Linked DNA regions of Sus scrofa: region 1 is linked to region 2. A link is a contact called in public Hi-C data. All regions are on one chromosome and are shown on one strand. Each heading gives the region's core, a stretch centred on a gene start, on an enhancer-like site or on the middle of the called end of the contact. The rest is flanking DNA. Distances are from core to core; before and after follow the strand shown.

Evidence for each region. Hi-C and Micro-C count contacts between places; a contact is called where the count stands out from the background.
Region 1: a contact with region 2 is called in a Hi-C map of omental adipose tissue, with 1.9 times the contacts expected there. The contact joins two enhancer-like sites. A contact is called at or near these places in 15 of 47 Hi-C or Micro-C datasets (embryonic fibroblasts, epiblast stem cells, fetal heart ventricle and 10 more).

What each region holds. Positions count from the first base shown.
Region 1 is chr12:21,552,477-21,558,228 of Sscrofa11.1, forward strand. No RefSeq gene overlaps it. Among named protein-coding and RNA genes, the nearest start is that of KRT23, 28 kb to the left of the region's middle. Within about 2 kb of position 2,240, at least 6 of the 83 cell types and tissues checked have an H3K27ac peak or open chromatin away from gene starts, as enhancers often do. A contact at or near this core is called in omental adipose tissue, where this site is marked.
Region 2 is chr12:21,089,680-21,095,688 of Sscrofa11.1, forward strand. No RefSeq gene overlaps it. Among named protein-coding and RNA genes, the nearest start is that of KRT19, 23 kb to the right of the region's middle. Within about 2 kb of position 2,187, at least 26 of the 83 cell types and tissues checked have an H3K27ac peak or open chromatin away from gene starts, as enhancers often do. A contact at or near this core is called in omental adipose tissue, where this site is marked.

The DNA.
Region 1 (5,752 bases), core at 990-3,489, 460 kb after region 2:
GCTCACCCTCTTGGAATGCTCCCATGTAGGAAGTCCATTTACCCTGAGACTACCATGCTATGAAGAAGTATCAGCTAGCCTCATGGAGAGGCCACATGAAGGAAAACGGAAGAACACAGCCAACGGCCAAAACTGAAGCTCCAGACATATGACTCAGAGCAAGCCATTCCAGCCTGTCCCCAACCATTCAAGCTGACCCAGCTGAGGCCCCAGACATCATGGAGCAGAGATGAGCCATCCTGGTATTCTAAACCTGAAATTCTGATCCATAGAATTATGAACAGATAAGACGGCTGTTGTTTTAAACCAGTAAGAGTTGTGCTAGTATCTCGTGAACCAATGAGTAAGCAAACAGATCATTAAAAAGGGATGAGACTGGAGTTCCCATTGTGGCTCAGTGGGTTAAGGACTTGACATGGTCTCTGTGAGGATGCAGGTTCAATCCCTGGCCTAGCTCAGTGGGTTAAGGATCCAGCAAGCTACGGCATAGGTCAAAGATACGGCTCAGATCCAGTGTTACTGTGGCTGTGAGGCAGGCCTACAGCTACAGCTCAGATTCCACCCCTAGCTGGGGAATATCCACAGGCCATGGACGTGGCCCTAAAAAGAAGAAGAAGAAAAAAAAAAAAAAAAAAAGACTAGTTTCTCTCCTGCGACTCTCAAAGAAGCAGTGTGGGGACAGCATAAAAAGTCCTGTGAAATATTAACAATATTGAAAATAATTATTTTAATTTAAGAAAATAAAATAGAAGTGTCTATCATTTGCTCAGTGACAAAAAGCTGATTTAAAGCTAGTCCATTAGCCTTTCCACCAGGCTTTTGGTCATTTAACACTGCAACAGAGCTCCACAGAAGTCCTGGTCCAGTAACCATGGATGAAGGACCAAAGCTGCCAGGAGAAGAGCCAAGGTCTTCCCTCTTCGAAGACGGCAGAGAGTGACGCCACTGCTCATGCACGGTCACAGCTGTCCTCTAGGTCTCTTCACAAATGAGGACCAAGAAAAATAACTCCAACTCAGTGAGGAGGGCATTCTCTGCTCTTCCCTGAGAGCTTGTTAGGAAGCCCGGATAAATTCTTCTCCTTCTAGTCTTTGAGTTTGGATTTCTTTTGACTCTACATTTAAGTTCCGCATTCCAGGGACATTAGCAACTTCTCTGCAAATGCTTCTGCCGACAACGAGTACCACAGGCACCAGCGAGTACCACAGGCACCGCGCAGGCGCAGGCGCAGATCAAGTTTCACCGAAAGGGGATCTTTTTCAGTGTAGGTAAGCAATGCTCTTCTCCACCAAGAAACTAAAAGGTGAACCTACACAGGCCGGCAGCTACAGCTCCAATTTGACCCAGGGCCTGGGAACTTTCATATGCCATGGGTGTGGCCCTAAAAAAAAGGGGGGGAAAAAAATGAAACCACACAGATGAAGATGATCAAGATTACCAGGTAGCTATTTAGTTATAATGTTTAAATACTTAAGTCATTAAGACCCTTCGATATTGTCCATTCACTCTAGGCATGTTTTCTCGCAATACTGAACATTACATACTAGTCTTAGATGGCCTGTAATCAAGAAATACTCTTAGCAAACTCATAGACTTGGAGAACAGACGTGTGGTTGCTAAGGCGGAGGGGGAAGGAGTGGAATGAACTGAGAGTTTGAGGTTAGTAGATGCAAATCATTGCATTTGGAGGGGATAAGCAATGAGATCTGCTGTACAGCACAGGGAACTACATCTAGTCACGTGCGATGGAACTTGATGGAAGGTAATGTGAGAAAAAGAAGGTTGTGTGTATGTGAGAGAGAGAGAGACAGACAGACTGGATCACTTGGCTATACAGCAGAATTTGACAGAACACTGTAAACCAACTATAATAGAAAAAAAATAAAAATCTTGCCCCGAAAAAAATACTTTTAGGATTTTACATATTTGTGTAAAAGATAGATAGATGATAGACATAAACACCCTGAAGTGTTTTGTTGGCTGTTTGTGTATCATAACAATGTTGGTTTCTCTGACTTACTAGATGCCTGGGATGGTTTCCGTGTCTGACTCACTCCCCATCTCATTTATTTCTATTACAACATCTACATGTCACCATCTTTCTGAAAGGGATTAGAGGGTTTCTAAAATATATTAGCAGTGAGGTCACACAAAAAGGAAAAGAAGACAGTGTCTCTGACACACTTCGTGATCTGATGACCTAACCAGACTGGGAGTTTTACTGAAGAACTCTGTGTGTGTGTGTGTGTCTATGTGTTTGTGTGTAAGTGTGTGTAAATCATACCAGTACACTGAGTGGCCTACTCACCAAAACTTCTCTTTGAAATTTAAATTAGGAGCCATCTAATAAAATTATGAGTCATCTAATAAAAACTACAAGTCTATTTATGCTCACTTGTAAAGTATGTGTACACAACACTAATGTGTGTGTGACATACACACACAGATAGAGAAAAAGAAATTTTTACAGTAGCAGCTCTTCTTGACTGAGCTTCTCATTCATAATCTCATTTAAGGCTTATGGCAATCCCACAAGGTATTATTATCCTCATTTTTGAGTTGAGGAAACTGGGGCTCAAAGGGACTGAATTCATTGACCTCTGGTCATATGGCTAAAAATGGTGGAACCAGAATGTGTACAATGTACTGGCTCTTTGTACTGTGTCACAAAGTCAAAAATGGTTGCAAAAAAACCTAAATGTCCATCGACAGAGGAATGGATGAAGAAGCTGTGGTACGTATATACAATGGAATATTACCCAGCCATAAACAAGAATGAAATAAGGCCACTTGCAGCAGCATGGATGGACCTAGAGATTATCAAACTAAGCAAAGTAAGTCAGACAAAGACAAATATCATATGATATCACTTATCTGTGGATTCTAGTAAAAATGATACAAAAGAACTTATTTATAAAACAGAAACAAACTCACAGATTTCAAAATCAAAATTATGGTTACCATAGGGGAATCCTTGGGGGGTGGAGGGATAAATTAGAGGATAGGAATAATGTATACACACTGCTGAATATAAGATAGACAATTAACAAGAACCTGCTATTATAGCACAGGGAAATCTACTCAATAGCCTATAATAATCTACATGGAGAAAAAGAGTGGATATATGTATACGTGTAGCTGATTCACTTTGCTACACATCTGAAACTAACACAACACTGTAAGTCAACTCTACCCCAATAATTTTTTTTAAAAAACAAATACACTTAGAATGGGTAAGCAATGAGGTTCTACTGTCCCTACTGCTCAGAGAACTATAGCCAATCTCTTGGGACAGAACATGATGGAAGGTAGCATGAGGAAAAAAAAAAAAAAAAAAAGGAGTTCCCATCGTGGTGCAGTGGAAACGAATCCGACTAGGAACCATGGGGTCGTGGGTTCTATCCCTGGCCTCGCTCAGTGGGTTAAGGATCCGGCATTGCCATGAGCTGTGGTGTAGGTCGCAGATGTGGCTCAGATCTGGTGTTGCTGTGGCTCTGGTGTAGGCCGGCAGCAACAGCTCCAATTCAACCCCTGGCCTGGGAACCTCCATATGCTGTGGACGTGGTCCTAGAAAGGACAAAAAACTAAAGACGAAACAAGGAAGTGCACGCAGTCAGAACTTCACAGAAGGAAACTGAAATATGCAAAACCGTCCCTTTGCCCAAGTGCAATTCCTGGCACCCATAATCATGGTAGGCAGTCCTGATAATTACTACCTTTGCTGGTGTCATGATAAGGAAACTGATTTGAGCTGAGAGACGTAGAGAAAGCATGTCTCTTCAGTCAATCTCTTTCTATCCTCTGGAGGTTTTTCTCCCATGCCCGTTCAGAGAGCCATCCCCGACCCCTTCTGCCCGGTTCCACCAAGTCCAGTCCCATGACTGCCTCACACCCTTCCCAAGCATCCAGCCATGACCACATGGCCTTTCCCCCCACAGGAGGCCCCCGCCTGTTTTTCCAGAGGGTGGCAGTCACTACCTGAAGGGCAGGTTTGCAGTGCAAGATGCCTTAATGAGGAGCTTTGTAGACAACAGGCCTGGGTTGTCATTAGTCTCCTTCAAAAATAATAATCAGCTGGCAAACCCAAAAAGGACCTTCCAAGAAAACATTAATCCAGGTGTTTGGGGAAGCCATGGGAGATCTCAACTGATTTACATTCTCGTTCTTGAAAGAAAGGTCTCCCATTCACACAAGGACAGTGGTCGCCTAAAGGTTTATGAAGGGCACTTAGCAGAGTTTGAAGAGTTGGGGGAGGTAACGCATCTACGGGTGGGCTGCGCTGGGGAAGGAGGGCGCATTGCAATGGCTCCTGCGTGTACAGGGGCGGGACCCCCGGTAAAAGACCTTAGTGTGGGGACACAGGCGATTCCATTTCTCACTCTGTCCCTTCTTCCCTCGCAATCTTAGGCGGTTGGAAGGTTCTGGAAGAAGCCTTTCTACGGGAGACAAAGCACCATCTGTCTTCCTCCTCTGCCCCCACTTCTAGTCTGGATGCACCTAACGCCAACACGACCCAAGATGGCAACACTCAAGTCTTCTCTCCTCCACCCCAGCCACACTGTCCCTGGGCCAACCAGAGGTCCAAGTGGCCAGGACAGAGCCCTGTGTCAGAGCACAAACAGGGGCTGCCTTCCAATAGCAGGTTCCAGAGTCCCTCCCCTCCCCCATCACAGGAAGCAGAAGAAATAAGCCCTTCAGTGACCAGCACAGGCCTGTTCACTCTTTTTACAGCAGGGACAGCCTCTAGAAAGGCACCTGCAGAGCCATCAGGCAGGAGGAGGCTGGGAATGGGCTCCTCCACAAGCCTGAGATCCATCTAGGGGTCCAGCCGCTAGGAGGCTGGTTGAGGGGGACCCACAGATGCCTGAAGCTGGGGAACAATGGAGCTCAGGGCTGGGAGTTCAAGGCTTTGCTCCCCATACACTTCCAGCACCTTCCTGGTCATGCTTGGAGTCAGATCTACCTGGCCTCGCCCCACCAGGAGCATGCTGGGGGGAGAGCTCAGAGCCTACTCCCATAGCTCCTTGGAAATAAACCTCTCTGTGTGGTCTCTGCTATGCTTTAAGGATCCAAATGATGTCTGGAAGGCACCCTGCGCTTGTCTGGGTCTCAGAGCAGGGGAGGTTTGGGGCTCACAGGTCTTCCCATCTTGCCTCCCTCCCCAGCTTTGTTTGGGTGCCCCCCAAGTAACCTCTGGCATTTATATATTTATATCAAATCATCTCAGTATAAACTACATCTATTCACTTATTACGGAGCATGATAATGTGAGAAAAAGAATGTATATATGTATGTGTGACTGGGTCACCTGGCTCTACAGTAGAAAATTGACAGAACACTGTAAACCAGCTATAACAGAAAAAATAAAAATCATTAAAATATTTTGAAAAATCATCTCGACATAAAAGCACCTCCAGAGTGTCTCTTGATCACTCCTCATTTCCTCTCCTCGGTGGTCAGCCCCAGCTAAATGTCCCTTTGAGGGGATGGAGGGGGACCTGAAACCTCCTGCTATCAGAGGTTTGGGGGGGCAGGTTTAGGAGGAAGGGAGAGGGACCCCAACCCCAGGCAGCAGTCGTGTTACCTTGGTCCCCCCCAAACCCGCTCAAACCTGGAAAAAACAGAATCATTCACAAAACAAGTACAAAAATGGGTTTGAGGTCAGGCAGTCAAGACAAAAGCTCCAGTTCCTGCCTTTGCGATGATCCCGGCTCTCAATGCTGGCTCCCTTTACAAGGTAACTTGTCAGAGA
Region 2 (6,009 bases), core at 937-3,436:
CCAACAGTGTGGAAGGGTTAGGCTGTGGAATCCTCTAGTGTTCAATTTCTAGAGCAATCTTGGGGGCTGCGCCGAGGCTGCTATGAGCCCCTTGCTTACACCCACATTTCCTATCTGTGCAGGGCAACTGCTGGGGGTCGTGGGAGCTTGGTGGTAGCCCCCCCCGCCCCAGTTCAAATACTAACCCCATTCCTCCCAGAGTGTTTCCTCCTATAAGGTGGTTCTGGGGGGACCAAAGTTCAGAGAGGTTCAGTGACTTGTCTAAGGATCAACAGCTGGTCGGGAACTCCCTACCTCCTTGGTTTTGAGCCCACGTGCATGGGATTCCATGGCTGGTGGGATTTCCTTTTGGCAACTTGTCTCATCCCCTTACAAGAGATTTGGGAGTGTTTCTAGATCTCACTAGATCTATCCTCCTAATTTGTTCAGCTTTCCATAGCTTGATCTCCTAAGGGTCCCATGAAATTCCACCCTGAATAGAACTGGGAATCCAGGGCACTGGCCTATTCTGGGAAGGTTTTAAACATTTGAGTGACATTATGATGCCAGCAAGGATGGTACTGGGAGGAAGGAGGCTGGGCTGATGGCCTGGGGGGGGGGGGCGGATGGGGGGTGGCAAAAGCCAGGGTCGTTAAATTGGGAAATGCGGGCAGTTTCCATCAGCTTCCGATTCCTTCACAGCTGTGGCTGCAGCGGCCCCTTGTGGCCATTTTACACCCGAGGAAACTGGTGTCGGACAATCTTAGCGCTAAGAGGGGAGGTATCTTTCCTTCGATGGCCTCCTTCACTCCTTTGTTGCCCAAAGAAGGAAAGACACATGCCTAGGGTCACGCAGCTAGAATCGGAGTCTTTGGACTTCCAGTCTTTCTGGGACTCTTTCTTCGTACCCCTCTCAGCTCGGTGCCCGTCTGCTCTCCATAGGGGGGCCGGGGAGTAGCCTGGAGTGTAGGGCCTGTCCTTTCCCAGACCGACCCCTCTAACCCTAAGAACTGGGCACAGTCAGAAATGCAGTAAGAGGGGGGCTGTATCAATTGTCAGGGCGGCGCCGAGTTGGCCAGGTCCCGGGACCTCCAGGGGGCGCTTTGGCGCCGAGTTGGCCGGGTCCCGGGAGTCCCGCTTGAACCTGCGGAGGGCGCTCAGCCTGCTGAAGACAAAGGGAGGAGCTTTGTCAGTCCCCCCCCGCCCCCGCCCCGCCCTGAGCCGGCAACTACTGGTTGAAGCTCCGGAGTGGACCCCACCGCCTCTGATCCGCCTTGTGATCCCCTCTTCTCTCGGAACCTCCGAATAGCCTGGGGAGGTGGGCAGGCAGGATCCTTGTCACGGGTACTGAGACCAGCCAGCTACTAAGGACAGCAGCTCCCCGGCCCCCTGTCCCTGTGTCCTTCAGCAAGTCACTTAATTTTCTGTGCCGCAGTATCATCTGTGAGACGGGTGGTTATGATATCTCTGGGAAGATTGTTGTAAGAAGTGGACATAACGAATTATGTCCTGGTGCCTCATCTTGGGTAGCTGGTGTAGGAAATGTGGGGCTGCAGGGTCCAGGCTGTGCCATCAGAGCCCTGCTGTGTCTCCCTGAGGCAGGGGTGAGCTTCCCTGGACTCTGGGGTGCAGGGCGTGGGCCGCACTGCTCAGGCTGTTGCAGCCGGTGCGGCGATGGCGCTGAGAGCGGCCAGGGCTGGCGGGATCAGGGCCAGGGCCTGGGCAGGGTGTGAAGGATGTGGGCTGAATCACTCAGCAGCCCAGACACTGTGGAGTGAAGGGGCGGGAGTGCGGGGGCCGGCCAAGTCCGGCAGCACCAGGCACCAGATACCAGGCTTGGAGGCAGCCCTGCGGAAGGAGGCGAGGGCATGGCACCGGCGGCGCCAGCCCCACACCAGCTCTTATCCTGCGGGTGTGCTCCGGGAGCAGGGGTGGAGCTACAGGAGAAATGTGCCCTGGGACAGCTCAGCGTGTGTGCCTGTGTGGGGGGCATGGTCCAGGGAACCGATGAGGGTCAGGCTGCTTCTCTCCCCTCTTCTGCTGCCCACCGCCTCTGCTCCCCGCCCTTCCCCCTTGCTAAGGCCATTCTTCCTGCTCCTGGGGCTGGGGGTGGAGGAGAATGCCCCGTGGGCCCCTCCCAGCCCTGGTGGGGATACCATCTAAGACAGACAGACGGGGCGGTGTCTGCACTTGCACCAGGTCCAGGGCAGCTGACCTCCCACTGGGACTTGAGCCACACCGGCATGGCTCAGGGTGCCTGCAGGATATGCTGACACTCAGGGTCAGCTGAATGCACTTTAGAGGAAGAACTGTTTTTGGAGGTCTGGACAGGAGCAAGGATGGGGTAGCAATGGGGGGAGGGGAGCCTGGAAACTGAAGGGGCCAGTAGGGGAGGGGAGCCGGGAGCTGGGGAGGGCTCTGCGCAGAGGGCTGCCCCGCAGGAGCAGTGACCTCAGCTGCCCTGCAGGGGGAGTACGTGCCCGCCTCGCTCTTGCCTCCCGCCCACCTCCGGCAGCCGCTTCCCATTGGCTGATCCAAAGGGGCCGCGGAGATCAGCCTTGGGGCACAGAGCCAGGCCGAGAAGGGTGGAGACTAGTTCTGGAAGGAAGCGATAGAATTATCAGGGGGTGGGAGACAAATATAAATATAATCAATATGATAAAATATAAACCTTGCCCCCAGGAAACTCATCACCTGGTTGAGGAGATCAGAGGCTATAAGCTATCACCAGGAGATGTGGGGTGGGACAGCCCCAGGAGAGGGTCAGATAAAGCTCAAGGCAGGTCAGAGGTGGGAAGGAGTTGGGGAGCAGAGGGTGACAGCAGTCACAGGGCCTTGAAGGTGGTGTATTGATTTCCTGCTGCTGCTTGAAAAAGTTACCACAGACTCAGTGGCTTAAAACAACACAAGCTTACTATCTTACAGTTCCGGAGTTTCGGAAGCCTGAAATGGGTCCTACAGGCTAAAATCAAGGTCTCTGCAGAATGGCGTTCCTCCTGGAGGTTTTGGGGGAGAATCCGTTTCCTGGTCTTTTCCAGCTTCCAGGGCCGCCTGGGTTCCTAGGCTTTTGGCCCTTTCCTCCTCCAAAGTGCACCACTCCAGGGATTTCTCATTGTGCCTCAGTGGGTTATGAACCTGACTAGTATCTCGGAGGATGCAGGTTTGATCCCTGGCCTCATTAAGGATCTGGCATTGCCGTGGCTGTGGCATAGGTAGGCCGACAGCTGCAGCTCCGATTTGATCCCTAGCCTGGGCACTTCCATATGGCAGGTGCGGCCAAAGTGTATCACTCCAACCTCTCTTTCCAGGGCCACCTCTGGACCATTTGCTTCCCTCTTACAAGGCCCCTTGTGATCACCTGGTGCCCTTTTCCATGATCCGGGACAATGATCCATTGCAAGAGCCTTAACTTCATCACATCTGCTTGGTCCCTTTTTGCCACGTGGGATGCATGTTCACCAGTTCTGGGCATTAGGACTTGCACACCTTTGGAGGGTCCGGCTTGGACCTGTGATGGCTGAGAGTGAGGACCCTGCAGGTGGAGGGGCCGGCTGAGCAGGACACCTGCAGCTGCTGCCAGCACCAGGTGTGCAGTTGCAGGGAGGTGTGGTTTGGGGGAAACAGGCCTGGGGAAGCTGAAAGGCCAGAGTCTGTCCCATTTCCAAATAAACATAGTTGGCCTCTTGAGTTGAGGGAGCAAATATTGCCCCAGAAGGACGGGTGGGCCCTTGGGCGCCGGTTAGTGCCACTGTGTGGCATTCATTCCACTGTTTTATGGAAGCACCAGTCCTGGCCAGTTTCGGCTTTGTCGTTGTCCCTCAGTGGTGTACTCCATTTAGCCCAGCTCCCTTCCCACCCATGCAACCCAATCCCCCCACCCCTGACAGCTTCAGAATCAGTACTGCTCTCTCTTCCGAGAAAGCGCAGGTCTGGACTTGTGTTCCCCGGGAGGCCTTCCCCGCCTCCTCCCCTCTGATTCTCTCCTCTGACTTTACCCCCCAGCCACACCCAGCTGCTCCCAGCTCCCAGGCCCCTCATTCACTTACAAAAATCTGTGCCTCCTGAGCAGCCACCCACGCAGGCCTGGGACTTAACACATCCAACCTTCCTATTGGTGTTAGAAGCTAGCAACTGTTGAAGGCTCTTCGTCTGCCTGTTTAAATTTTATTAAAACAGGAGTTCCTGTCGTGGCACAGTGGTTAACGAATCCGACTAGGAACCGTGAGGTTGCGGGTTCGGTGCCTGCCCTTGCTCAGTGGGTTAACGATCCGGCGTTGCCGTGAGCTGTGGTGTAGGTTGCAGACGCGGCTCGGATCCTGTGTTGCTGTGGCTCTGGCGTAGGCCGGGGGCTACAACTCCGATTCGATCCCTAGCCTGGGAACCTCCATATGCCGCAGGAGCGGCCCAAGAAATGGCAAAAAGACCAAAAAAAAAAGAAAAAAATAAAATAAAATAAAGTAAAATAAATTTTATTAAAACAATTTTCAATTTTTTTTTTTTCTGTCTCTTTGTCTTTCTAGGGCCACACCTATGGCATATGGAGGTTTCTAGGCTAAGGGTATAATTGGAGCTGTAGCCGCTGGCCTGTGCCACAGCCACAGCAACGCAGGATCTGAGCCATGTCTGCAACCTACACCACAGCTCACAGCAACGCTGGATCCCAACCCACTGAGCGAGGCCAGGGATCGAACCCCCATCTTCATGGGTGCTAGTCGGTTTTGTTAACCGCTGAGCAACGACGGGAACTCCCAAATTTTCAAAATTTTATGGCCGCAGCCACAGCGTATGGAAAGCCAGAGATGGAATCCGAGATGGAATACAACTTACCCTGCAGCTGCTGCAACGCTGGATCTTTTAACCCACTATGCCTGGGGGGTGGGGGGGGCTGGGAACTCCCCAGGCACTGTTCTTTTTTTTTCCCCTTTTTTTTTAGGGCCACACCTGAGCATGTGGACCAGGCTAGGGGTCAAACTGGAGCCACAGCCTCCGCAATACGGAGTCCGAGCTGCATGCATCTGGGAACTGTGCCTCAGCTTGCAGCAACGTCAGATGCTTAACCCATTCATCGAGGCCAGGGATCGAACCTGCATTCTCAACAGACACTATGTGGGGTTCTTAACCTGCTGAGCCGCAACAGAAACTCCCAGGCACTGTTCTTTACATATGACTTTTATTTTTCTGAGGTCGGTGTTCTTAGCCCCATTTCAGAGATGAGGAAACGGAGGTTCTGAGAGAGTAACTGGCTTTGGATGACATGGCTGGAAAATAGTGGATCCATGAATCAGGGTGTATTTTATAGGGGAGGAAATTGAAGCTCGGAGAGGTTAAACGCCTGGGCCAAGGCTAAGGAGTAATTCTTAAACCGAGGTGTGGCTCGTTTCAAAGGCCAGGCTCGTCACTGTCCCGCCACACAGTCACTCATTAATCTTAACTGCCACACTACACTGCTCAGCCTCTGTCCCGCAGTTATTTGTACAGAGCTTCCCCTCTCCCACCCGCAACTCGCCAACCCTACAGAGATCTGGCCAGGGACTGGGCCCCGGGTCTCTTTCAGCTCTGTGTTCTGCATCTTGCACTGGGACCATGCAGGGCAGACAAGGGAAGAAGGAATGAATGATGCTTCCTGGGTGCGGCTCTCTGAACACAGCTCAGGGAGGCCACCTGCAGCCCGCCACCCCCACCCCCCCACCCCGGATCCAGAGGGGCTACAGTTTTAAGGCCCTGCTGGGCTCAGGCTTGGGGTCCCAGGGCATCCACATTTCTTGGCAGATCCGAAAGCCCGAGTTTATTTATTTATTTTTCACAAATGTATTTTCTATGTAGTTTTTGGAAGAGGTACTACGTGCATGATAACTGTATAAACATTTAAAAGTATGAAGGATATATGACAAAATGATAGTCTTACTGCATCTGTTGAATCCGATCTCCCAGCTCCCCTCCTGGGAAGTATCCTGGCCGTCACCTTCTTGTGTATTTTTCTAGAGCTATCCTGTGCATATACAAATATTTATTGTCCAAGTTCTTCCCTGG